5 separate regions of the Mus musculus genome follow, and all the other regions are linked to region 3. Evidence: chromatin contacts called from public ChIA-PET, Hi-C, HiCAR-type and Micro-C data. All regions are on one chromosome and are shown on one strand. Each heading gives the region's core, a stretch centred on a gene start, on an enhancer-like site or on the middle of the called end of the contact. The rest is flanking DNA. Distances are from core to core; before and after follow the strand shown. Region 1 holds the start of Fam181a (family with sequence similarity 181, member A). Region 2 holds the start of Asb2 (ankyrin repeat and SOCS box-containing 2). Region 3 holds the start of Btbd7 (BTB (POZ) domain containing 7). Region 4 overlaps Asb2 (ankyrin repeat and SOCS box-containing 2). Region 5 holds the start of Prima1 (proline rich membrane anchor 1).

What was found. Hi-C and Micro-C count contacts between places; a contact is called where the count stands out from the background. ChIA-PET counts read pairs in DNA pulled down with a chosen protein or histone mark. HiCAR-type assays count read pairs that join an accessible place to other places.
Region 1: a contact with region 3 is called in a HiCAR-type map of astrocytes, with 3 times the contacts expected there. The contact joins the promoter of Fam181a here to the promoter of Btbd7 in region 3. A contact is called at or near these places in 4 of 39 promoter capture datasets (cranial neural crest, embryonic stem cells and neural stem cells), 12 of 484 Hi-C or Micro-C datasets (Th1 cells, cardiomyocytes, cerebral cortex and 5 more) and 1 of 115 datasets of contacts at active chromatin or transcription factors (astrocytes).
Region 2: a Hi-C map of uterus shows a contact between it and region 3, with 3 times the contacts expected there. The contact joins the promoter of Asb2 here to the promoter of Btbd7 in region 3. A contact is called at or near these places in 3 of 484 Hi-C or Micro-C datasets (the G1E-ER4 cell line and uterus) and 1 of 9 other capture datasets (liver).
Region 4: an RNA polymerase II ChIA-PET map of memory CD8 T cells shows a contact between it and region 3, with 20 read pairs. The contact joins the enhancer-like site here to the promoter of Btbd7 in region 3. A contact is called at or near these places in 2 of 39 promoter capture datasets (cranial neural crest and embryonic stem cells), 6 of 484 Hi-C or Micro-C datasets (CD4 T cells, the G1E-ER4 cell line, Th1 cells and 1 more), 1 of 115 datasets of contacts at active chromatin or transcription factors (memory CD8 T cells) and 1 of 9 other capture datasets (liver).
Region 5: a contact with region 3 is called in a Micro-C map of embryonic stem cells, with 5 times the contacts expected there. The contact joins the promoter of Prima1 here to the promoter of Btbd7 in region 3. A contact is called at or near these places in 2 of 39 promoter capture datasets (cranial neural crest and embryonic stem cells) and 3 of 484 Hi-C or Micro-C datasets (all in embryonic stem cells).

What each region holds. Positions count from the first base shown.
Region 1 is chr12:103,311,854-103,317,068 of GRCm38.p6, reverse strand. It overlaps Fam181a (family with sequence similarity 181, member A), which reads right to left and starts at 2,110. Exons shown (of 2, transcript NM_001195726.1): 1 at 1,999-2,110; 2 at 4-1,297. The coding sequence starts at 1,231. The coding sequence ends at 353. Gm29508 (predicted gene 29508) reads left to right here and starts at 2,300. Exons shown (of 3, transcript NR_136894.1): 1 at 2,300-2,554; 2 at 4,125-4,342; 3 at 4,465-4,701.
Region 2 is chr12:103,352,411-103,357,580 of GRCm38.p6, reverse strand. It overlaps Asb2 (ankyrin repeat and SOCS box-containing 2), which reads left to right and starts at 1,580. Exons shown (of 10, transcript NM_023049.1): 1 at 1,580-1,897.
Region 3 is chr12:102,875,364-102,880,462 of GRCm38.p6, reverse strand. It overlaps Btbd7 (BTB (POZ) domain containing 7), which reads left to right and starts at 2,021. Exons shown (of 11, transcript NM_001377026.1): 1 at 2,021-2,247.
Region 4 is chr12:103,331,050-103,336,097 of GRCm38.p6, reverse strand. It overlaps Asb2 (ankyrin repeat and SOCS box-containing 2), which reads left to right. Exons shown (of 10, transcript NM_023049.1): 4 at 122-288; 5 at 1,094-1,249; 6 at 2,561-2,806. Among named protein-coding and RNA genes, the nearest start is that of Gm15523, 3.3 kb to the left of the region's middle. Within about 2 kb of position 3,022, at least 67 of the 459 cell types and tissues checked have an H3K27ac peak or open chromatin away from gene starts, as enhancers often do. A contact at or near this core is called in the G1E-ER4 cell line, Th1 cells and memory CD8 T cells, where this site is marked.
Region 5 is chr12:103,240,766-103,245,605 of GRCm38.p6, reverse strand. Prima1 (proline rich membrane anchor 1) reads left to right here and starts at 3,460. Exons shown (of 5, transcript NM_133364.2): 1 at 3,460-3,531; 2 at 4,144-4,266. The coding sequence starts at 4,174.

The DNA of each region.
Region 1 (5,215 bases), core at 861-3,360, 440 kb before region 3:
GGAAACTGGAAAAGAAATCTTTATTTTTAATTTTTTTTAACTTTCTCAATATTTACAAAGAACAGAATGAACAAGCGAGATGCCCCCTCGCCCCCCCCCCCGGGGGGGCGGGGGGTATGGCAGCTGAACAGGTGTGTGATGGGCAGCTGCCACACTAGGGTTTCACTTCCCGTGTTTTCCTGTGCCTTGGTCCACAAGCTGCAAGCTCCCTCCGCATAGGTACCTGTCTGAGGAGCCTTGTCCCTGAGGCAGCCTGGCCAGGCCCCTGCCCAGCTCCCTCCTCACACGGAGAGCTTGTCAGTGACTGACCCCCATCCTGGAGGCCAAAAGAGAGAGGGCTGAGGGTGTTCAGCTAGAGGTAGCCAAAGACATTGAAGATAGGGGGAGGCATGGCTGGCTTAGTCGGGATAGGCTTCAGAACTACGGGTCTGTACACTTTGGGCCCTGGGGTGTCCACACCCTTGCAGAAGTGGGCCAGATCCACAGGCGAGGCCAGGCTTCTCCTCCACAGGCCCAGACTGGGTACTGGGCCCTGAGGCAGGACCCCTGGGAGACCCGGGAAGATGGGCTGTCCATGGGACTGGAAAGGGCAGTAGCTCCAAGCATCCAGGCTGCCTACCAAGGATACCCCAGACATCTTGAGTGGTTCCGTGTCAGCTAGTACCCTTGGGGACATGGGCAGTGGAGCAGTCTCGGGCCCCAGGGACTCCAGACCCTTGCAGTTTTTCTTATTCTCATACAAAGATGCCTCCCTGGGGGCCAGGCCCACCTCCAGCCCCATTGGGTAGCTGAGAGTGGGCCTTGGCTCCTCCCAGAACGAGGCGGGCAGCTGTCTCTTCCTCATGGGAACCTGGCCGGGTCTAGCAGCCTCTGGATTCAGCCCCCGGAAGCCCTGATCCTTAGAAAGGCATTCCTCCCTAAAGGGGGTCCCCAGGGCCTTTTCTGTGCAGCTCCCACCCCCACCGGGGCTGGATTGGGGACAGGGATGGAGGGGTGGCCGTCCAGGCCTCTCTTCAGGTCCCCTCTGCAGGTGGGGCTCTGCCACCCTGCCAGGCAGGCCCCTAGGGAGCCGCGAGTACTTCTGAGAGAAGCGCTTGAGTTGCTTCTGCAGGTACTTGCGATGGTCCACAGAGCGGCGGCAGGGTGCGGACTTGTCCAGGGCCGCCTTGATGTCACTGGACGCCAGGTTGACAAAATTCAGAAGCATCTTCACGTCACTGTCAGCTGCCATCACCACGAGAACTGTGCAGGGCTTTCCATGAAGAGCATGGGCTCTGGAGGAGCGCACAGGGCAGACCTAGGGAACACAATGAATGCAATAGGCAGCAGGAGTCTCTCCAGGGCAGTTACGCCTTCCCCAGGGCCACCAGGACCCAATGCACACATCCTCCATTCTTCTGTCCCAAACAGAATCCACAATGGGGCTGGTGAGTCGTTATTCAGCACCTTTTGACTATCTGAGATGAGACAGGTGTCAACTATCTCATTCAGTCTTCTGGGGCCTGTTGCCCTCTTCTGGAAGTCAAGGCTCAGAAACTGCAAACACCTTGCTCAAAGCCACCCAGCTACAAGTGGCATTGCTGGGGCTACATTCCCAGTTGGTCGCATCTCCCACACATCGTGAAGGCCAGCGCGCACGACTCACCATTCAAGTTTTTATTTTCAAAGCCAAAGAAATCCTCTAAAGAAGGCCAAGCCCCCTTCCCCCTCCTTGGTGGTGGCCTTCCCCTCCCACCACCCCGCCCCCTCCGCAGTCCCCACGCTCCACCCCCAACTCTCACACAGGGCCAGGCAGGATCTCTGTCTAGCACTTAATCTAGACCTGCCTTCAAGGCTCATCCCTGCCGGCCGCAGGGACTCCCCTGTAGAAGCATCTGCAGCAATTTCATGCCTCCTCGGCCACCACCCACAGTACTGTGCCCCTCCCCCAAGGCTCTAGTCCGCTCACGCCCTGCCCTCCACCCAGCCAGGCCAAACCACTTGGGACTCCGTACTGACCGAAGGTGAAGGCCAGGGCCCCCCGCCAACGTGGCCGGCAGGTTCCCCACCGTAGACCCCCGCAAGCCTGACGAGCTGGCGTGCAGTGAGCTCCGTGCAGGCTGAGAAGCAGTTGTGCACAGCCCTTGAGTGGGCTGAATGGAGGACAAGTCCGGAGCTGGGGGGCCCTCAGGCCAATCAGGAGCGCCTCTCCAGATACAAAGCATCCCAATCAGGCGGCGGAGCCCCGGTCCCACATTCTTTGCCGTCACAAATTGTCACCATGGGGACCATCACAAAAAAAGACAGCTCCCAAATGCAATCATTTCCCGGTAAATTTCTACCCTTCAGCCCCACTTTTCTCCAGTCTCCATACCCACTCCTCCCCTTGACCTCAGTAACCTGGTTTCTTGAGGTGTGTGTGTGTGTGTGTGTGTGTGTGTGTGTGTGTGTGTGTGCGCGCAAAAAGTATTCAGGATCAAGGAGGGCTGGGCACAGTGAGACAGGCACCCAACCTTCCCCAGATACTTCAGGTCTCCAGCTGCCATGCTCCAGTGCAGACAGACAATCGGATGGGGTAAGCCGGAGTGGGCTGCTTTTCCTCTGCCCTTGAGTGTTGAGTGTGCATTCTCTGACTCTGTCTCTGGCCTCGTGTCTCTCACCTCTTTCAACCGTCCTTCCTGAAGGGTCCCCCTGGGATGGATTTGAGAGGTGCACTGATGTGGGGAAAGGTAGCCCTGGCGGGCTGGCTGAGGGGTGCTGGGATATCCATGGGAAGGGAGCCGAGGCTCTCAGGAATCTTGTCTTTATGTTTGCTTCCTCAATTGAGCTGCACAAAGCCTGAATTGCCCATTCAGTGCGGCCGGACAAAAGGGTGGCGTTGCACGGTCCCCTTGCGTTTGTAGTCAAACAGTTAGGGACTTAAATCGAGTCGTCATGATGGAGAAAGAGGTGGACAAAGCCCATAGAATTGCCATCAGCAAACATTTTCCTGTGTCATATTAGCTAGTCTCCATGGCTCCCCCTGGCCCAGGGACAATGGCACAAGTTTGCACACTTGGCTACTGTCACCGTGCCAACGCCGGCAGGGCTGCAAGCAGGGCCGCTCAGTTGGAGCAAGTGAGGGAGCCCAGGCTGCCGTGGCCCTGCCCATCAAATGCCCAGAAAGAAGGTGAGGCTGAGAGCAGCCCGGTGAAGGAGAACTGTCTGGGAAGTGCTCCCGGGCAGGGTCTCCATGCTAGCCAGCTCAGTGGACCCCCGCAGGTCCACTTTCCTCCCCTTTCCCTGTCTTTCTGTCATCTTCTTCTGTCTCCGACTGCATAGTGGCCCACAGCTTCATACCACAGGCATGGTTGCATACCCTGACTTAGGAGTGGCACCAAGAGACATCTGCTGTAGGGATGAGGCACCTGTCTAGAGTAGCCCTAAGTTCCCTCCTCTGGAGGAGACGGCCCAGGGCTAATGAGCTGCAGCTCTAACTCCAAGAGCTCCACATGCTCTCTGTGCAGAGCCAGAGCAGAACAAACAAGGGTGTGCTGCTGGCATTAGGACCCCTGTCCTGGTAACCAGCTCACATTAGACTCTCCAGAGCCCTTCGTGTGCTCTGTCCTACGTCGGCTTGGCACGGGGAAGGCCTCTGCAGCAGCCTCTGCATTAACTGTGGGCTATGCCACTGCTATCTTAATCGTCAGGGCTTTGGAAGGGGAAATTCTGCAGCATGTCCCCAGCCCATCTTGACAGGTAAGAGAGGGTCCCATGCATCATGTTCCAAACTCTTGGTACACTCTGCTGGAGATATACTCTGGGGTCCTGTGGCCACCAGGTTAGGCTCCTGCCAGCGCCTCTCAGAACCCTGGCTGCCTACATCGAGGTAGTGTGTCTCTACGTGTCTTGGACTACCCCCCTTTTACTTCCCATACATGCTGGGAGATTGCCTCACACATCCAGCCCTTGTCTGCTCCTGGCCTGTGACCTGTGGACCTTATTTCCTAGAAAAAGATGGCTCCCAGGGGTGTTGCTGTCGGCCATTCAGCTTCCTGTGAGACGGCAGCATGCCTGTGCGCTTAAGGCGCCTCACTGTAGTATTCTCGCCATGCTTCTCACGGTAGTGGGCTCTGTGGGAATCCTGTCTTAAACTGTCTTTCCAGGCTTGAGGTAGAAAGGAATAGGACAGTTCAGTGACGAAGCCCCAGCTCAGCTCACATTAGACTCTCCAGAGCCCTTCGTGTGCTCTGTCCTACGTCGGCTTGGCACGGGGAAGGCCTCTTGTCTCTGAAAGTAACTGCTTTGTCCATTCCAACGAAGACCTGCATCTTGGTGACGGGAAATGACTGGTTCTGTTTTCTTGCAGTCCAACTTTAGCAAGGTAAGGGCAGTGAGGGCTTGGCTGCAGGTTTGTCCTAGGACTATGGAAGCAGAGGGTTCCTTGGCAAAGGACCCTTAGAGCTGCTGCAAGTGGATCAATGAGATTGTCTTGTTTCCCCCTAGGAAGATGGCGCTTAAAGCAGGGGGCGGATTCCAGGCTGCACCCCGGTAGGAGTCTCTGCCGAGCTCTGCCAAAGGCAAGTGAGCTGAGCAGAGTGACTAAGTCAACCGGAGAGCAGGGCACCAGCCAACCTTCCCCTCCTCGGAGCCCCCACTGCCAGTCCCGAGACCTGTACCTCGGATCTCAGCAATGAAAAATCCTACTTGACTTAAAAGTATAAATAAATGTATGCTAAACGTTCCCCAGGTGCAAGAATTACTGTCCAATGAAGAGCCACTGTCCCTGGACAGGGAATGACAGATTCCTGCTGGCAGTGAGTCCCAGTCTTTGGTTATGACATCCCAATATGCTGCGGTCTGACAGCTGTCAACTGGAATCAGACCTAATTTCCCCAGGGACTATACCTGCCCAGAGGGCTGGCTTACTCTGACCTCTCCAGCTCTGGGGAGGAATGCGGCCAATCACTCTGACTTGGGGAACACGCAAAGGCCACTTGAGGTCCAGCAACTTGCCAGGAGCTCTGTTAATACGGGACGACGCATCACAGGGTGACTTATGCAACAACCCCTTACGTAACGGCAGCACTTCTATCAAAGTCCAGCCTGCAGCAAGTGTCAACCATAATCAGCCTGAGTAGGGTTGGGAGGTTTTGGGGGGTGGGAGAGGGGGGGTAAGCTCCCTTGGCTGCTGGGATGAGTGCTTCCTGCCCTGGCTGCTCAACTTCATGGTTAACAATGACCCCCAGTATGACTG
Region 2 (5,170 bases), core at 331-2,830, 480 kb before region 3:
CTGGAAAGCAAAGGGTCTGGACAGAACATCCAAGGGCCCTTCCAGATGGAGAAGTCATAACACTCCCTAAGACCAGGGAGCTGCTGGTCTGTCACAAGCCGTGACGGGACTGAGGGCGGCATCTTAACACCAACAGGAAGAGAGAATGAAGTTGAGTCCCGGTTTTTGTTTGTTTGCCTTCCGGAGACAGTGCCTTTAGCTCTGAGCACATCACCATTAATGCATAGCCCTCTTAGTGTGACAGACACTGAGTGCTCTTGCAGGAAAACAGCCATCATTGGCTCAGTCTGGAAGCGTTTCCAAAAGTCACCTGTCTGACACAGACAACACCAAAGATCCTTTGCACCCGAAAATAGCATCGCTGTTCACTCTTTTCACACGTCCATGTTTTGAAGCACACAACAGAGTGGTATGCTAAGCCAGAGTCCTCCAGAAGGATAGCTACCATTGTTGTCTTAGATAGTCTCACTTGGTAGCCCTGGCAGTCCTGTAACTTGCTATGTAGACCATGCTAGCCTTGAACTTATAAAGATCCACCTGCTTCTGCTTCTGCCTCTGCCTCTGCCTCTGCCTCTGCCTCTGCCTCTGCCTCTGCCTCTGCCTCTGCCTCTGCCTCTGCCTCTGCCTCTGCCTCTGCCTCTGCCTCTGCCTCTGCCTCTGCCTCTGCCTCTGCCTCTGCCTCTGCCTCTGCCTCTGCCTCTGCCTCTGCCTGAGTGCTGGTATTGAAGGTGTGTGGCACCACACCTGGCCCACCTTATTATTTTGAGGGTCAGGAGTATGTAGCCTGGATGACTTTTCTCTGCCATTGTCTGGGGCATCTGTTGGGGCTGGAGAAGGGCCCACTTCTAAACAGGTCCTTGCTCAGGGTTTGCAGCCATCAGCTTCCCTGCCATCTCCCTTCTCCCTCAATGTCTCTTTTATCTGGGCCCCTGTTTGTGGTATGCAAGGACTTTCTCATAACATGCATCTACAAATGGTTTCCCGCGGCCTAACTTTGGATGTCTACAAACATTACTCCCCCTTGCCTTCTGTTCCCAAGTACGTGGCTAAGAACACCAAACATCCAAAGGAGAAGAGGGAACAGACTCTTCTCTTGGATCGCCTAGTCCAGAAATGGAGATACTCTTTCCCAGACCTGGGGTAGTAGGTCCCTTCTGTAGCTGACCCTTTCCGGGATTGCAGGATTCTCTATGCTCATTGGTCCATTGGTGTGTGCTCTGGCCTGTGTTCCTTGGCTTCACCCCAGAGCATCCAATTCTGGACAGCTGGTGTCTCTAAATGTTAGCCTTGGCCACCTGCTGCATGCCCGACACTGACCCTTGAATTTTCTCAAGGGTATTATGCAAGGGCCCTCATGCATCTCTCTTTTCCTGCCTCTACTTTAGGGCTCTCCTTCTTTCTCCCTTGCTTTTTCTTCTCTTTCTCAATTCTGTGTCTCTCTGTGTGCCCTCCCTGTCTTGTCTTCCTGCACTTCCCTCCTCTCCAGCTCCCGCCTGGGTAGTTCTAGAAACATACCCATATATGGGCTCCATGTCAAGGATCACAAATGATGACATCACGTGAGGGCCGAAGCCCAGGATGCTCTCTGAAGCGGGAGCCTGTCTCCCGTGCCCTCGGAGGAGTGGAGGGCGGAATCACGGCTTCCTTAGTGCGATCTTCAGAAGGGAAATCTGAGAGTCATAACGTCTTATAGCTTGGCTTGACATCCGTGGTCATGCGGTGGGCCAGAAATAAACTCCCTGCTTCAAAGGAGAGTGTTTCAGAGCTGCCTGGCACAACAGCTGGAAGCTCAGGGCCAGCACAGGAGGCAAACTCAGAGAGCATGTTCTGAATTCAGACAGTCAAGAAAAAATCTCTTTGTTGCCCAGACCTGTGCCCCTGCCGCAGAGCCTTGCAGGTAATGCTTGCTTTTGACTTGGTCATGGATAGAGATTTTGAAAAGAATTGCTGAGTGGGATGGGACCTGCAGCTTCAGGACCCACTGAGACCTGTACCCAAACTGTGGCCATGCCTTTCTCTGTCTCTCTCTGTCTCTGTCTGTCTGTCTGTCTGTCTGTCTGTCTGTCTGTCTGTCTCTGTCTGTCTGTCTCTGTCCCTGTCCCTGTCTCTCTGTCTCTCTGTCTCTCTGTCTCTGTCTTTGTCTCTCTCTCTCTCTTTCTGTGTGTGTGTGTCTCTCTCTCTGTCTCTCTCTGTCTCCCCTCCCCTTCTCCCCAGCTCTGCACATAATGGAGACTTTGGCTCTGGCAGGGAAGCAGTGAACCAGTACTCTGCATGCATGGTAGCTATCCTTCTGGAGGACTCTGGCTTAGCATACCACTCTGTTGTGTGCTTCAAAACATGGACGTGTGAAAAAAGTGAACACCCAAGCTATTGTCGGGCACATAGGGTCTTTGGTGTTGTTTGTGTCAGACAGGTGACTTTTGGAAACGCTTCCAGACTGAGCCAATGATGGCTGTTTTCCTGCAAGAGTACTCATGTCTGTTACACTAAGAGGGCTATGCATGAACTGTGATGTGTGACTGATGACGACCCGGGTGCCGTGGGCTTTGCTTGCCATTTCTGGAGGCTTAGGAGAGGGTGTGGAATGAGAAATGTTACCTAGATGAGAGTGAAGAAAAACTATGGGATGCAGAGATACAGAACTATCTCATATATACATATGTGTACATGTACATATGCCATATTTAAGGAGGTCTTGGAAAGGACAGATGGGATACCATCACGCTGAGCAAGGGATGGAGGGACAGCTGAGAGGGAGATGTGAACTGGGAAAGGTGGGGCTGCTGAGGGAAAGACTCCCTGAGGTGGGAGGGAGATGAAGCCTTCGTGGAGGCTGGAGAAAGGAGTGGTCACTCCAGGACCAGAGGGAGAGGAAACATACTTGCAAAGTGTATAAGCAAAGGGGAGATAGGTAGGGATTTATCTTGGGCTATATCCTTCATTGCCAGGGAGATGGATTGACATGAACAGGCCGGTGACACGAAGGGACAGCAGGGATGTGACCAAGACCTGCTTGGGGCAGGAAAATTCTCCTTCTGCAAGGAGTCTGTGTGAGGAAAGGGTTTGAGGGAATTCAGAGGGGCTCAGGCAGACTGCCAGACCAGCCCCCAGCCACAGCCCAACCTTAGCCACTAGTGGTTGTTAGCTCATTCTTGTTCAAAACACGGACCTGTGCCCACCAGAAGAAACCATCTCGTATGTATGGTCCCTCCTGGCGTAAGGAGGCACACCTGGTATGTGCTGACCACCAGTGTTCTTGCGGCAGTGATTGGGAGCACCGTCCTTCTCCTCCATGTGGGAGTCTGAAATGCTTTTATAATGAAGAACAACTCAGTTCATGTTAGCCGGTACCCACCAAAGACTTAATAGAGGTGGATTATTTCCCTGTCCGCTCTCAAGGCCACCATGAGCATGAGGTAAATGTTGATACCCTTTTTTCAAGATTTGGAAACTGAGGTTGTGAGCGGTTAAAGGTCTTGTCTGGAGCTGGGCAGCAATGAGATGCTGAAAGTAAGAATCAAGGCTAAACTCCCGGACCTCAAGGGCTCCCATTCATAGCCCCTGCAGTTTTCAGGCCAGACGCAGTGGCAGTCAGCATCTTTGTGAACCGTTAGGACCTTTCCCTGGTACCTTTAGGGCGTCTTTAAGTGTTGTCCACAGACTAGATTTAAGAACCCCCCTGCAGGGGACACTTATTGTCTCCAGCCTGTCCAGAGTCCTCCCTCTTCTAAGTTGCAGAGTCCTCGGCTGCCTGCAGGGGGAGGAGTGGCCAGCCGTGCCCACCCATCACTGTCACCTCAGGCTGCTGGCAGATGGCAGAGCTCGGCATTTCTAGAGACTAGGCAGAAACTGGGTCAGGGCCCTGGAATCCTGCGTCTAGCCCGGTGGACTGAGCCATACTGATGTGTCTGGATTCAGTGTAAGAGCCTGGGACACTGCCAGTCCCTGCAGGGCCTGGAGGCAGGGGTGAGGCCCTGCACTCTGGCATCTGAGACAAAGGTGACCCAGTCCTGGAGAGGCAACAGCCTAGGGGCTGAGGGTATGAGGGGAAACCAGGCTTCCTGGAGTCCTCTTAGCCACTGCTCTCAGGCAACACCTCAGGTGGCCTTTAGCTCTGGGGAGACTGTCTCCTTAGAACACAGTATTTGCCACAAAACCCAGAAAAGTATTATTGTTCTTTCTGCTTTTCTTCCCCCACCCTGTCTCTCACCCTCTTCTTTACTGTCTTTATGAGGTGGCTTTTCCCAATATACTCCAGACCTAACCCAGATGACTTGAGAGAGAGAAAGAGAGAGAGAGAGAGAGACCCAGATTTGGACAAAGAGAAGGAAGGGTGTTCCACTCCAGATGGAGCCTCGGTTTCTACTTTCTGTTCTCTGGTTTGGTGGTGGAGTGTGGGCAGAGTTAGCTTTGGGCAAGATCAATTCCCATTGGGACCTCTTTGGACCTCAGTTTCTCCTCCGTACAAATGGAGAAGAGTCCTGTGTGGTGGTGTTGACTGCATTCTCTGACAACCACTGACCAAGCCTGAGACTGCACAAAGCCTTGACACCCCAAAGTCACAAGCTTGGCTGAGACTAGGATCAAGGCTCTGAGACTAGCAGCTGGGTCTGCTGCGTTTAGAAGCTGTGAGGCCTGTCCCATGTGCTTTTCCTGGAGGGACACCAGCAAGTGTCCACTCACTCCAGATAGGTCTCTGACAACAGTCCAAGGCACGACTCTACCCAAGTCCAGCTTGGCCAACCAATGAATCATTTAGAGAGCATGGGCGACCGGTCACTTACGGGAGTGTGGGTGATCCCAAAGCAGCCACACCAGTAGAAAGTCTCACCCCAGCATAGACTTCCCCATAGCTGTGTAGATGGAGTCACCCTGCTGTTAACCCTCCACAGTCTAAGCGATCTAGCACAGTGGTTCTCAACCTTCCTAATGCTGCAGCCCTTTAACACAGTTCCTCATGTTGTGGTGACCCCCAACTGTAAAATTATTTTCATTGGTACTTAATAACTATAATTTTGCTACCAATATCAGTCCAAATTTTCTAATGGTCTTTGGTGACCCAGGTGAAAGGGTTGTTTGACACCCCCCCTCCAAGGGGTCTCGACCCACAGGTTGAGAACTTCTGCGCTAGCTCCTTCTGCAAACAGGAGATGGTGTGTAGTTTGGGCAG
Region 3 (5,099 bases), core at 772-3,271:
CTTCGGAGAGATGGGAGACAGAGAGCTCACAGGCCAGCTGGACAGAAATAAAAAGTGACTTACCTCAAAGGGAAAGGGTAAGACTGACTCCTGAGTTTGTCCTCTGTCCTGCACAACCACACACACACACACACACACACACACACCCCCCACATATTCAATTAAACAAAAAAGAAAGAAGAGAGAGAGAGAGAGAGAGAAAGGAAGGAAGGAAGGAAGGAAAGAAGAAAGGGAAGGAAAAGAAAAGAAAAAAAGAAAAGAAAAGAAAAAAGAAAAGAAAAGAAAAGAAAAGAAAAGAAAAAGAAGGGGCTGGAACCCTTTTTACCACAAAACAGGAAAAAAAAAAAAAAACCTACAGAAGCCAAACCCATGACAAAATTTCATTGCTTCTATCCTTTGAAACTTATCTAAACCTGTATACAACATACCACCAACCAGGAAAAAAGAAGAAGAAGAAAAAAAACAGACTTGCAAAACACAGTTTTTATTCATAGAGAGCCAAGGGCATGGAACCTCAAAAGCAAATTTCAAATCCATCTCCCAGAGAAGTGGAAAAGGGTACATTTATTGGACCAAGTTCCACAAGCTCTAACTTGACTATCATGACCCATATATCAGCAATGTTGCACACAGTCAACTGAACGAAGTCGGTCATCAAGCAAAGTGGATTGATGGGCCTGATGATACACACCCTTGTAATCCCAGTGCTTTAGGTGGAACTAGGAACAGTTCAAGGTCAATTTCAGCAAGCCAAAGTTTAGCCTAGGCTACATATGGGTCTCAATACAAATACTTTTCCCCTCCCATACCCCAATCCATTGAGAAAGTAAATAAGTGTTAAGGGCTGGTTAAATCTTTAATTGATTAGGTTAAATCGAGTTAATTTATTGAGGAACTAAGGACAGGAGCTTTTTATTCAGAAGTCCTTTTTAAAATGACCATAAAGAGGCCCAAAACATGGAACAGTGATTTAAAGCACCTGTTGCTTTTGCAGAGGGCCTGGGCTCGATTCCCAGCACCCACATGGTGACTATACCACCATCTGTGACTCTAGTTCAGGGGATCTGTGGGCACCCATGTGGCGCACATACATTCAGGCAAAACATTCATACACATAAAAAATTAATCTAACACTATCAAAAAAAGAAATGTAACAGGAAAGACTAGGGAAAGACGGAAAACGCAAATTCCTGAAGGACACTGCCTGGATTCTTGGCTTGGCTTGCCCGCTTCCCTAGCTGTAAAACAGTGATAATAACGCGGGTCCCAGCTACCTCAAAGGGCAGTTTTGGCATCCAGACAGAAACCATGTATTTAACTGTGTTTTGAAAACTGTAGGGCACTCCATAAATGTAAGCCGTTTTTGTTACTGCCTCGCTGTAATTATGGCAAAATCACAAACAAGGGCTGTTTATGGAAGAGATCTGGCTCTCCCATGGGGGGCACTGTGAATTCCATCAGCCTAGTTCTTTGTTACTGAAACTTTTCAGTATCTTTTTTTTCTCAAATACTAGGTAACTAGCAAAGTACTACATATAAAAGTACCAAGAAGACAAAATAGTTTTAGAAATTCTTAACAAAAAAGAAGCCACAGAAACGCAAAGTCGGCCAGGAAGGAATTTTCCTCCGGATCGCAGTTCTTTTTGAGGCAAGCATTTTATGCCAACACCCGGTGGGTGGCGGCTGCCCAGAGGAAACGAAACAGTGGAACTGGCCTTCCCCTGCATAGCGATGATTATTCCATTTAGATACAAAGAATAACAAGCTACAATTCCCGGAGCTGTGCAGGATGCTGCAACAAGTACCCCGCGCCCCTTCGCACCTCCCTCGGGCAGGCAGAGCCAGAAGAATGCGCGCGCACTCGCCTCTTGGCCTGAGCCCCTGGGAACGCGCCTCCCTAGCCTGCCCCTCCTCCCCAAGCCGGCGCGCCGACGTCGGGTCACGTGACGTGGGCGAGCCGACAGCGGGGGCGGGCGGGGCCGTCCGGCTCCGCAGAGCGGCGCAGGCGCGCCAGGGCCGCGCGAGGCGAGCCCCTCCTGCTCCCTGTCGGAGTCAAAATGGCGACGGGGGGAACCTGGAGTGGTCCCGGAGCCTAAGCCACTGACAGGAGAGGGGAGGGCGGCGGCGGCGGCTGGAGGAGAATGGCCGCGGGGGCTGGCGCCAGTGCGGACGACGGCGCTGGGGGCGGCGGCGGCGGAGGCGACGGCAGCGGTCCCAGCAGCAGTCGCGGCGGGAGGAGCCTCCGAGGTGAGTGTCCCTCGGTGTCCGAGGCTTGAGGAGCCGTCTCGCCGGCCCCGCGCGGCCCGGGACGTCCGGCTGCCGGCAGGGGCGGTGGTTGGGCGTGGTGGCGCCTCGGCCGAGGCCCGGACGCCGCGGGGTTGCCGAGGCGCTGGCCAGCTCGGCCGTCTAGGGCCCAGCGCGCCGGCGGCGGCGCGGGACGGGGGCCTCCCGGTCCCCGCGCCCTGAGGGGCGGGCCGGACAGCGCGCCGCCGAGCGGGCCGTGACCGAGGCGCGGCGCTCAGGGCCGGAGGGCGCGCGGCTCCCCCACCCCCGCCCGGGTGGCCGCCGGGACGAGCCCCTAGCGCCGGGCTGCGAGGGGCGGGACCCGCCGCACCCTGCGCTCGGGAACCCACACCCGGCGCGGACTCCTGTTTACGGGCTGCGGGGTGGGCGTGAGGCCGCTGGGGAGGGCCGGAGCTTGGGGGGGAGGGGGGAGCAGGCCTGGGGAGGACCACTCCCCGCGGGCGAAGTGAAAGCGTCCCGGAGTGAGTGCTCTGGGAGGACCGAGACTGGCGTTGAGCTTTGACAGGTAGGTGGGGGAGACAATACGGAGCGGAGCTTCGGCTGGAGCCGCGGAGGCTAAGCTAGCTTAGCTCCCGGGAGGACTTGGCGAAAGGCGTGCCTACCTTCCCTCCTGCTCTGCTGTTTCTCCCTTCCACGCACTCACACTCTCGCTCTCGCTCACACTCCAGGGTGAGAACTTTCTCGCCGTCTTCGGAGAAACTCCGAGGAGTGTTGTATCCGCTTTGAACCACCACAGCGCCTCTCCCATACCAGCACACATAATAAGTACTCTGGAGTAGGCCGAATTTGCAGAGCAGTCTCGGTTCTCTGGCCCAGGGCACTGGCCCCTCGGCTCAAGCTTCTTACAGTGACGGAGCAAGGAAGAAGCGTTTTTTGCAGATAAATTAGCTTTTCCAGCAGACGTTATCTTTTGTCTCTGCGTAGCGTCTATGGCTCACCCATTACTCACATTGTCTTCTTTGTAAGTCTGGAAGAAAGACTTGAAGTTATATGAACCGTACATTCTTCATAGCAGCTGTGATTCGACTGGTCTTGGAATTTTGGAGTCAGGAACACCTTTAGAGATTGGGCGTGTTCTAAAGTGGGGGAATTGGACGCGGAAAGGTGCGATTCTGTGGGTCATGTAGCTGGGGAGGGGTGAGACCTAAACTAGGATCTCGGCTTCTGCAGGTGAGGAAGAGCTCTTTTCACTCCACTCCAGCACTACTGTTTGTGGGTAGCTTTCACCACCGCTGCTCAGCTCAATCCCTAGGCCGTTGCACAGTAAAGTTGAACACAGAAACGAGTATCTCTCTGTGACCCTCGCAGCTACCTCAAAATAGCTGCTAAAGAGGCCAGCCCACCCAACACCATATTTAATAAAATTTAGTAACATTTCACTTGAAGTTTTCTTAGGTCCATAACTATATTTTCATCAAATTATAGCCTGGCTCATTCTTGCGTGGGTTCGTTCTTTCTGTAGTTCTGTAAAACCTAACTCCTATTAGTGTTCTCTGTCCCAACATGATTAAGATTAGCGTCTCAAGTTCTTTGTATCTGGCTCTAACCTTAAGATTTAAAACATTGCTTTTCCAGGTTATGCTGCCTAGTCCCCTTCTCTCCTTTATTTGGGCTTCAGAATTTTGTATATAATGTGTCACAGGTCAACTTTCAGAAATATGATAGAATCAAGTGATTATGTTTTCATATTTTACTCACAGTACTCAGGTTATGTACACTTATTGAAGGTCTGCTCTGTGTTTTCATTATTCCAGACCTAAGGGGTAGGAGTCAAGAAATGTAATATATAGTAGACTTTGCCTCAAGGTTCTTATTGGAAAAAGATGCACTCACATGAGTCTAGAAGCCAATGTAGTGAGTTCTACTAATATAGAGAATGCTGTGGGAGTTCAGGGTAGAGGGAGTTATAACCGGGCCTTGGGAGTTTAAATAACTTCCTGGGACACTTGGAATGTCAACTGGCCAATGAGTGTTTATATTTACAGAGAGATTGGAGCAGTTACTTTGTGACCTGGGTGAGGGGGTGGGGTTGAAAAAAAAGCAAGTGTATAAATTGGAGTTTAGTGCTAGGGAAAGGGGATAGAGGGAGACAAAGGGAGCAAGAGTTTCTCCTCTCAGGAGAATATTTTACATGAGGGACATTAGGTAGCCAGAAGGCTGACTCTGTAGAAGGATTTGAATGCTAAATTGAAATTTGGATTTGTCTTTTATGCAAGTTATAACAAACCTTTGAAGGTGCTTATTATAAGCTGTCATCCACAGGTTGAGTTAAAATAAAGCAAGAATAAAATGAGCTAAGAAGACAGTAGCTAGTCATTTTATTACCTGACTCAGAGATGGTATCTTACACTAGGATCGTTCCTCTTCTCCCCAGATGCTAAGATTACAAATTTGTGCAGCCACACACACACAACAAAGTTTATCTCAAAATATTTTTTTGTAGTGCTGAAAATCAAATCCAGGGATGTTCTACCTCTGAGCTAGGTAAGGGAAAGTCAGTAAGAAGGATTACCTAGCAGGTACATGTGTGTCTGTCTGGACACTTACTGAGGTAAATATAAGTAATTCAATTTACTATCTTAACTGTTGAAAATTGTACAGTTCTGTACCTGTTTACACTGGTGTACAGTCATTTCCATTGCTATCTGCTGAATTAGTTTTTAAATTGTGTGCATGTGTGTAATTTATTTATTTTTACTTTTTGTGCATTGGAGTTTTGCCTACATGTATGTCTGTGTGAGGGTGTCAGGTCTTCCAGTTACAGAATGTTGTGAGTTGCCATGTGGGTGCTGGGA
Region 4 (5,048 bases), core at 1,773-4,272, 450 kb before region 3:
GCTGAATACGAAGAAGGAGAGACCTCAGAGCAGACACTGGCTCCTGCCCTCCAGCAGGACCCAGGCCACCCGGCCCTGCCTCTGCACGCAGCTGAGAACTGGCTGCTGCTTGCTCTCACAGGGCTATGGACCCCGTGCTGAAGGCCATCAAGGAAGGGGATGAAGAGGCCTTGAAGATCATGATCCAGGATGGGAAGAATCTTGCAGAGCCCAACAAGGAGGGCTGGCTGCCGCTCCACGAGGCTGCCTACTATGGCCAGCTGGGCTGCCTGAAAGTCCTGCAGCAAGGTGAGGACCATCTCTGAAGGGCCAGCAGGGTACAGGGCTCTCTCCCTTGGTGAAGAGGGCAGGCCATGTAATGGTCGCCACAAACACAGTTAAAATCACTGTGTTGCGGCGGGGGTGGGTGGAGTGGTGTGGAGAATTGGGTTCGGGGTAGGGGTGGGGTGGACAGGCCTCTCCCTGTTCCTGCCCCTGCCTCTTGTTGCTGTCTCTCCATGCCTTTCAGCCGGCAGAACCTAATTCCTAGAAAAAGAACGAGGGAAGAACTAAATTCTGGGACAGCCACTGCTAGTTTGTTCCAGAATGTTCCAGGGGCTGATTTGGTGTGGAAAGGCTCAGGCACAACTGTGCCTGTGCACTGCCAAAGCTGTTCCCACCAACTGTGGGACCCTGGGCTGGTTCTGTCTCATCTCTGAATTCCATCTTTCTATTAGGCCAGATTAGGATTAATAATACCAAGAGGCAGGTGCTGCTCTGGCCATTGAATGGTCCCAACTCCCACCAAGCACACCTGCAGGAAAAGTCAAATGAGATATAGCCATTCTAGCAGTGACTAAGAGGGCAAAGGAAAAACAGACACTTTAGATCTGGGGGCTCAACCTGGGAAGGCTTCCCAGAGGAAGTGGCATCTAGTTGCATTCCTATTGCCAAGAACCCAAGCAGGTTATAGGGGACGAAATGAAGATAGTCTGGGCTTAACAGAATTCAGAGGAAGCAGTTCCATACCCATCCTTAGAACTGCGAGGAAGTCAGAACACGTGCCTTGGTAGAGTGGTACCTTCCATCACAGATTTTCTGGTCTCCTCCCCAGCCTACCCAGGGACCATTGACCAACGCACACTGCAGGAAGAGACAGCATTATACCTGGCCACATGCAGAGAACACCTGGATTGCCTCCTGTCGCTGCTCCAGGCGGGGGCAGAGCCTGACATCTCTAACAAATCCAGGGAGACTCCACTTTACAAAGGTGAGTCCCTAGGCTGGGCTTCCCATGGGCCAGGAAGTCCAGAAGTAAAGTGGGCAGCTTTCAGACTGCTCCCATGAATTCCCAGCTCTGAGGGGTCCCCTTTGCAGAGGGTAGAACCCCTCCAAAATGCATGATGCATGCTAATTAGATCTTGTGTTTACACATGGGATCACCCAACATTTTCCACAGGTCAACATGCTAGGGTGGTGGGGAGGGGGTGTCACTGGAGCCTTAGTTGAAAAGATGGGGCATATATGTCTGTGGCTTACATCAAGCATGGGAACACACTCAGACTACAAGCATGCAGGGTTTGGTGAGGGGCTGGGTGGGAATGTGTGGAGGGGGTGCTCACAGAGGGATGTCTGGGCTGAACCCCAACAGGAAGGGATTTACCAGCTGGCTAAGCTTCTGCAACAGCATGGGCAAAAGCCAGAGGGTAGGAGAAGGGGTGTGTACCTCTGCCATGTTTATGTAAGCAAAAGCCTCCTGGCCAGCTCAGCACTAGGGTTCTCATTTCAGACGTAAGGACCAAAGGCACATCTGTGATTTGGCATCCAGCACATATAATATTCTGCAGGCACCTGAACGCAACATGGATGTGTCTTCTATGGGGCCCTTAGCTGTTACCTGAGACCTCAGCTGTCCCAAAGAGAGCTGTAGGAAGCATGCCAAATACCAGCTTGGTGGCTTGGCCTTGGTTGGACCTATTAGGTACCGAAGCCCCCAGCTCCTGGCTCCTGGATTTGGCCTCCTGTGGACCCTCCCTGGAGCCTCCTCTAGGAAGGCTTTGCTGTGTGGTTCACAGAGAGAAGACTAGCGCTCATGAGGTGGGGAGAGAAACCCCTTGAAACACCATAGGCAGCTGTTTCCCCTGCTTGCTGTCCCCTCTCCAGGGAGGCTTCAAAAGCCATTAATCGGCTCACATTCCTTGGTGACTCCAACACCCTCTATAGCTCCCTAGTGAGAACTATGGGCCAGAGCCAAGGGCACATTTGGGGTCTTTTGACAGAGGAAGTTGAAGAGGAGGTTTGAGGAGGCTGAGAAAGATGGGTTGTACTCAGAAGATAAAGCCAAGCTAAATGAGCAGCCTTTGCTCTGTAGATAGCATTCTAGGGGGCATGACTTCCTGGGTTTGGATCCCAGTACTGACACTTAGTCTCTGAGTGACTCTGAGTAAGACGCTTGCCATCTCTGTGTTCCACCCACCTCATTTACAGACGTAGGCACTGACGTTGCGTTCTTCAAGGGTAGTTGGAAGGATGTGTCAAACCTTCAGGGCTACACTGACTGTCTTACTTCTCCTGGGTCCAGCCTGTGAGCGCAAGAACGCGGAGGCGGTGAGGATATTGGTGCGATACAACGCAGACGCCAACCACCGCTGTAACAGGGGCTGGACCGCACTGCACGAGTCTGTCTCCCGCAATGACCTGGAGGTCATGGAGATCCTAGTGAGTGGCGGGGCCAAGGTGGAGGCCAAGAATGTCTACAGCATCACCCCTTTGTTTGTGGCTGCCCAGAGTGGGCAGCTGGAGGCCCTGAGGTTCCTGGCCAAGCATGGTGAGTGGCCACACAGAACAGCTACCAAAGACCTCAGAGGTCAGCTGGGAGGGGAAGTTGCACTGGGGTCATCTTGTGGCATCCTCTGATCCAGAGCCCCACAGGGCTGTGTGGAGGACTCTTAGGCCAGGTTTAGGTTCTGTAGAGCTATGGAGAGATGCTGCTAGGTGCTTCCTGTCTTACTATCTCAGATCGAGCTCAACATCCTCCTTTCACAAAAGAGGAATCTGAGGCCTGCAAAGGGGAAGTGACTTAGCTACGGAATTAGCTGTAGAGCTATCTAGATTCTTGGACTCTTGATGCCCAAACCACTACACATCACACTGCTGGGACAGAAAGACCTCAGATGGAGATCACATCCTTGTTTTGCAGGTGATAAAAACCAAGGAAGGACCAGGGTGGGAAAGTGATTTGTCCAAGATCACACAGTAGGTTATTGATACAAATGGGATTTGAACCCAGGTCTCTGCCCTAGTTTCCCCCCCCCCCCCCAAAAAAAAGAAAAAGAAAAACAACAACAACAAAACAAAATCAAAAACAAAAAAAACCGTAACAGGAGAAACTAAAACCATACTGCTTGCACCATGATGTTGCAGTAGCAAAGACCTCAAAAACATGAATAAAAACTGAGTATTTTGACAACCCACTCCAAGCTCTCCTGCGATTGTCTTTCCCTCTCAATGGAAGGAAGTTCTGTCTGGAGAACTGGAGAGGCCGAGACTATGCAGAAGTGTTGGGGCTGTGCTGCAACAAACCAGTGAGGACCTACTGTGTGTCAGGCCTCCTGCTAAGCATGGACCTATGACAGATAGGTAGAGTGTGGCCCAGGGGACCCATCCTAACCCCACTGTATACTTGAGGGGATCGAGGCTCAGACAGGTTAAGTGATTGCTCACTGTAAGAGCCTGGATCTGACCTGTGTCTGCCTCTCAGCCTAGGAGATGGACCCTGGGCCTGACTAAGGCTCTTAGCCAGGGATGACTGCAATGAACACTCTGACAACTCAGTGGAGTCCTGGAGCCCAGGCCAGCAAGCTGTGCTGAGGGCAAGGGTGCAGTGGGTGAGGGGGACCTCCTCTCCAGGCAGTCGCCCTCTTCCCTGCCGATATTGAGGCAGGGACTGCTCCCTTCATGGGGAGTTAAAGCCAGTTCCTATACAAATATTTTCCTTATGTGAGCAGGCTGCTTTGCTCAAGCCTAGGCCTGCGGGGGAGCCTAAGCATGAGGCCCAGGGGCTTGTTAAAGGTGTCCCTATACTGTTCCTCTGAGGGAAGGGACAGTCTCTGCCCTGAGCTCTGTCTAGACAGCAGTGGCTTCTGAGGCTGGTGCTATGTTTCTGTTATGTTATTTACACCTCACCCTAAACAGGAGAGGGCAGGACTATGACTCTTGACTAACAAGCAGGTAAACTGAGGCTTCTAAAAGCTGTCTAAGGCCCCAGAGCTTGGGAGTCATGGTACAGAAACTTTCATGGTCCTGATGAGCCCTCAAGGCCTGGTGCTCTTCTCAGAAGGCCAGGACAAGTCCTCCGCTGCTGAAAATGAAGTCATCGGAAAGGGTGAGAGGAGCAGATGGCTCTGACAGAGGAGCTGTGGCTGACACAAGCCTTTGATCTCAGCCTTTACTGAGCTATCTCAGCTAATCTTCGTCTACAGTGTGGAGCCTACAGAGAAATCATGTGCACACCGGTTTGCTCTCTCACTCCAAGAGATGCAGAAGATGTAAAAGATAAGATGATGGCAGGAAGCTGCTACCAGGCTTCAGCCCCCTTCCTACAAGCATGGCTCAGTGTTTAGTTTCTTTTTTAAATTTATTTTCATGATTTTTTTAAAGTGTGTGTGTGTGTGTGTGTGTGTGTATGGGTGTTTGTGTGTGTGTGTGTGTGTGTGTGTGTGATGTATAACTACCCACAGATATCAGATCTCCTGGAGCTGGAGTTACAGGTAGTTGTGAGCCACTGTGGGTACTGGGAACTGAAGCCCGTGTCCTCTGTAAGATGTGTACATGGTCCTCACCAGTTAGCCATTTCTCCAGTCCCTCCATGGTTCCTTAAGAAGATAGCAGAAGCCAGTTCTTTCCTATTTCAGATGGAGAACAAAACAAGCCCAGGACTGGGGTTGTGGCTCAGTTGGTAGTGCTTGCTTATCCTATACAAAGCTTTGGGTCCAATCTCCAGCACTCTAGAGTTAGAGGCAGGAGGTTCAAAAGTTCAAGGCCATCCTTGGCTACATATGGAATTCAAG
Region 5 (4,840 bases), core at 2,211-4,710, 360 kb before region 3:
GGTCTAATAAATCACCTATTATTAATCCATTCTGTTTGTTTCGTTCCTCTGGAGAAACCTGTCAGATACAGTTGGGTGAGGAACAAAATCCTAGAGCAACAATAAGGTGGTGGCGGTGACATGCTATGGAAAGGGAGGGACAGAGGCAAACACAAGATTAGGTGTTGCCAAGCTGGCCGGAGCTTGAGGGTGCTGTCCAGTGCTCTGCCACACCTACTGGACACCTCCCAATAGGCCAAATGGAACCACTAGACTCCATAGCTGGGCCTCTCTCCATTTTTCATCGACTATCTTTAACTGGTCCATGTTTTCCCAACAGGTGGGGGAACTATCTCCTAGTGAAGTCACTTGTTGATTCTTGTCATTAGACGTCACAAGCCATGGGACTCGGGAAAGGCTGGAGGACCAGTCTAGGTCCTTCGATATCATGAAGGAGCTGCTACAGAGGACAGTCTTCATTCTAAGGGAGGTGGTGATGTTCCCAGTGTCAGACTCCCCAGTTTCATGGGCCAGGAAGTGGGGGACCAGGTGCAGAGGCAGGTACACAGTCCAGAATCAGAAAACAGAATACCAACAAACAAAACCACCAGGCTTGCCTCCGACTTGCTATGTGGCTAAGGACGACCTTAAACTTCTCACCTTCGGGTCTCTACCAGCACCTCCCAAGTACTAGGACCTGAGACATGCACTACCATGCCCAGTTTATGTTGGACTTGGGATCTGATCCAGGGCTGTGTGCATGGTAGGCAAGCATTCTAACACCCGAGCTACATCCCCGCCTGGAATGCCTCAACCCTTTAATTGGCTGTGAGTATTTATGAATCTTAGGGAAATAGCTGTGTGATTCCACCTAGAAAAGAGCTATGGACTTCTCAGTTGGAACAATCACGGGATTTAGCCAGGATGATGAGAGTGAATTCAAAATGTAATGCGAGTAGCTTTTTCAAGTAGCAAAAAGTTCCAGGTAGCAGGTGCTGTTGTCTTTGCTAAAGACTAGAGTCCTGCACTGGGCAAAATACTTCAACTGGCTTAGGCTACAAAGACAGGAAAACACTGGGCACCATTTAATCTCAGCTGATGGACAGGCCTCAGGTCTATGCCTCATTGCCCTTTTCCAGACTGTCCTGGTCACTGTTCTAGGAAACTCCACTCTCATCAAGCATTGTCTTTGTCCCAACTCCCTGACTGTAAAGGTATAAGATTTGTTACTGTTCTGCTGTGCCCAGCACCCAGTACTCTGCTGCCAGAGAGAGGGAGTGTCTCAGAGTAGGAGGGGAAGGAAGATGGCCGCAGACATGTACCCACATGGCATTTTCTAGCCACAACTAGCTATGATTTCACAAGGTTAGAAATATTGGGATAAAGCTTTTATCATTATCAATTGCCTCTGAAATTATTCTATTGGCATCTTGTAAATTGTGATATTCATACATGAATCTGATTGGGTAATTAAGCATTAAGAATCTTGATGCCATTAAGAGTACTGGGTACTGGGATCTGATGGCTGACTGTGGGGTGCGTGGTATGGAGAGAAACTCTGGGATGGGCTCGGGGCGTTGGGGAGTGCCGGAGAGATGGTCCTGTGGTCAGGTGTGACTGGAGAATTGGCAGCCGGCAGGAGCTAGAAAGTGTGGTCCGGCCCCGTGGAGAGTTGGTGGTTCATTTTTTTTCATATTTCCTGCAACTAGGTGTTTGTAAATATTATACAAAACAAATGACTGGATAAACAAAGGGACAAATGTCTCCATATTTTTGTCCACGGGACTACCAGACCTGCTGGCATATTCCCACAGCCCTGGACCACTTTGTCTTCATTCTCTTGATCAGTGTAGGCCCCTGTCTCGATGACAGTGGAGCATCACAGTGTTGGCAACATGTTGACATGGTCCTCTGACCTTCCCCTCCCCGGTTCTTGGTAAGGGAAGGCCTCATTCACATCTGCTGTGCCAGTCTCTCTAGTAGAACTGGGCATGTGTGGGGGCTCACAAGTTCATCAGCTAGGTACGCACTAAGAAGGGGAGGCCTTGCTGCTGTGCTCTGATGAAGGAAGCTGCAGGAGAATTGGTCTGAAACCTGCTTTGCAAAGCACTTTGTACTTTTGTGAGTTTACCTGGAGTGACTTGGGGACAGCCAAGGGGAACTAAGTAACTTTCTTAACCAGTGGGCTGTGGTATCTACCCTCGGTTATAAGCCTCCGGTTCTCTTACCTAACCCCAGGCAGAATTGCCCAGCTCTTTGCGACTTTGACTGGAATGGTCACACCCCCACCTCCAGGGAACATCAATCAGAGCATTTAATAAAGCGCTATCACCAGATGAGCAGGGCGCCTGCGTGGCGCCTGGGAAGGCTCCTGTAGGAAGGAGCAGCATGCAGCTTGTTTGAACGAGATGCAACCAGCTCCTTCCTGAAGAACCGACTTGTTGATAATCTTGCATCAAACAGGAGTTTGTGGATAGTGGAGGAAAAGTCCTGGGGAGAAGGCTTTCCCTGAAATGTCACAACTCCCCCTAAGACACAGCGGAGTTAATAGAGAGGTCCCGAGGTCATGATTGCCAAATGGAGGGAGGTCAGGCACATTGCTTTGGAGGGCTAGCCAGCACCATCCTAGCTCAGCACACACAGGGGAAAGGGGGCGCCGCTATGATAGTGTACAGACGGGGTCCCCACTAGTCAGACCTTACTACCACCTTCCCGCAGCCTGGGGGATGAACTTGAGGGAAGGGCAAGCAGAAGCAGGTTGCCACTGTCACTGGGAGTCCTCGGCCTCTAGGGTGAATAAATAAATTATTAAGCGCCCAATACACAATAGCCTCGCTAGATGGAGACGAGGAATCACTGCAGCGGCGCTGGCGGCCGCGGCAGCGGGGAGCGCGGGCGGGAGTGCAGCCCGGGAGGGAGGCGGGCGAGGCTCTGGCTCCGCTCACGTCTGTTTTCCTTTTTCGTGCATTATTTATTTCGCCTCCGCCCGCGGCCCTGCTGCCGGAGCGGGTGCTCCGGGCCGGCGCCTCTCGCCCGCTGCCTCCCGCGGGCCCCGGGCACCCTGCGCCCCGGGCAGCCGCTCGGCGCCACCAGGAAGGGCGGGGACCGGGGCGGCGCAGGGACCCGTGGCTGGGCTGAAGGAGGACTCCTGCGGCCCGCTCGCGGAGGACCCGAGGACACTTTCCCCACCCTCTGCCTGGGCTGCCCGACCTCGGAAGTGGCCGCCTTTCCCGGCCCGCGCGCGGCCAAGCGGAGCCTGGAGCTCCGTGCGAGTGCGCCGCGCCCCGGTCTCCCAGATCAGCTGCCCTGGAGGCCCAAGCAGCGCGCAAACTTTTGCTCCAGCGCCCCGCGCTCGTCCTCTGCAAGTGAAGCCCCCGAGCGCGCGCGCAGCCGCCAGGGTGAGCTTAGAGGCCCCGCCTAGAGGGCGGGGGACTGGGGAGGCGGCTGGCTTTAAATGGGGGCCGTCCGGCTGCTGAGAGCAGAGCTGCTGTGGGGGCAACCCTGACCTCCCTTCTCCGTGTCGACGATCGGTGGGGGTCGCCACCAGGCAAGGTGGCGTGAGGCATCGGAGGGGTGCGGGCGGTGATGGGGGCGTGCAGGAAAACCTACGCCTGCCCGGGAACAGGAGCTGGGGTTTGGGCGGCAAATGGGGGCACGTACGGAGGTGCCTATGAGACAGTGTGCGCACTGAAGTCCCTGGGGCAGAAAGACTACATGCAGCGAGTGATTTGGTGGTACTGTGCAAGCAGAGTCAAGTGTGCGGACGGGAGTCGGTGGCGGTGCATGGGGGTCACAGTGCGTGCGCGCGCAGAGTGAGTGATTCACTCTGGGTTTGAAGCGTACTCCTAGTCAGAGTTGTGCATGGCCGTTTCTGGGTTTGTATGAGGTTCAATAAGTGTGTTTGGATGTTTCTGGGGGTGTGCACGGGATCAAGGTGTGCATGCGGTATTCTGAAGGGGAGGGGGTGTGCTCCAGGATAGGTAGGTGTGAGTTCTGGGAAGCACCGAGAGTCAGCAAGTGTGTGCGCACTGGAAGGAAGATGAAGACTTGCTTTGCGCAGGTGCCCCAAAGTGCGGGGCAAGTGAGTCCTCATCGAGTTGGTTCTTGAATTGGTGCTATGGTTTATGCAGTGTCCACCTGACTCAAGCCTTGCTCCCTTGACAGTTAGCTCACCAGTGGGCGCCGCAGGCCGAGATGCTACTCCGGGACCTGGTGCTGCGCCATGGCTGCTGCTGGCCCTCACTTCTGCTGCACTGTGCGCTGCACCCACTCTGGGGTTTAGTTCAGGTGAGAAGCGGGCAGAGGCCTCCTGGGAAGGGGGTAGGGTCACTTCAGAGCTCCCCCTACAGCCACCTACTGAGTGGTCTTGGGGATACTTGGGGAGGAAGAAAAACTGGTCAAGTATAACATGCTCTGACCCTGAAAAAAAATAAGAAACTTTGCAAAGAGTCTCAGTTGTGGCCTAAGGCCTGCAGTACTGAATGAACGTGATATAGGAAGGTGCTAAGACCTCATAGTGAACTCTACTGCAGCTTTTATGGAAAGAAACAAACTTATAAACAAACAAACAACAATACCAAAAAAAACCCAACCCCCCCCCAAAAAAAAAATCCCACAGTGGTGCCTTGTTTCCTACCAGATTCGACCCCTAAACTTCAAATTAGCCTTCCAACTAACTGTCTCCAACCTGGGGTAAGGGCTGTGTTTCTTCTAAGTGGTGGCTGGGGAGGTGGATGGTGACCCACGATTCATGCAAAACACAGTCTGTCAAGACTGCTGGAGGACAAACCCTCACCTTTGACCTCCCAGTCTTCAGGACAGAGACCAAGCCCCCACTAACTCCAGTTACTCGAGGTGATTG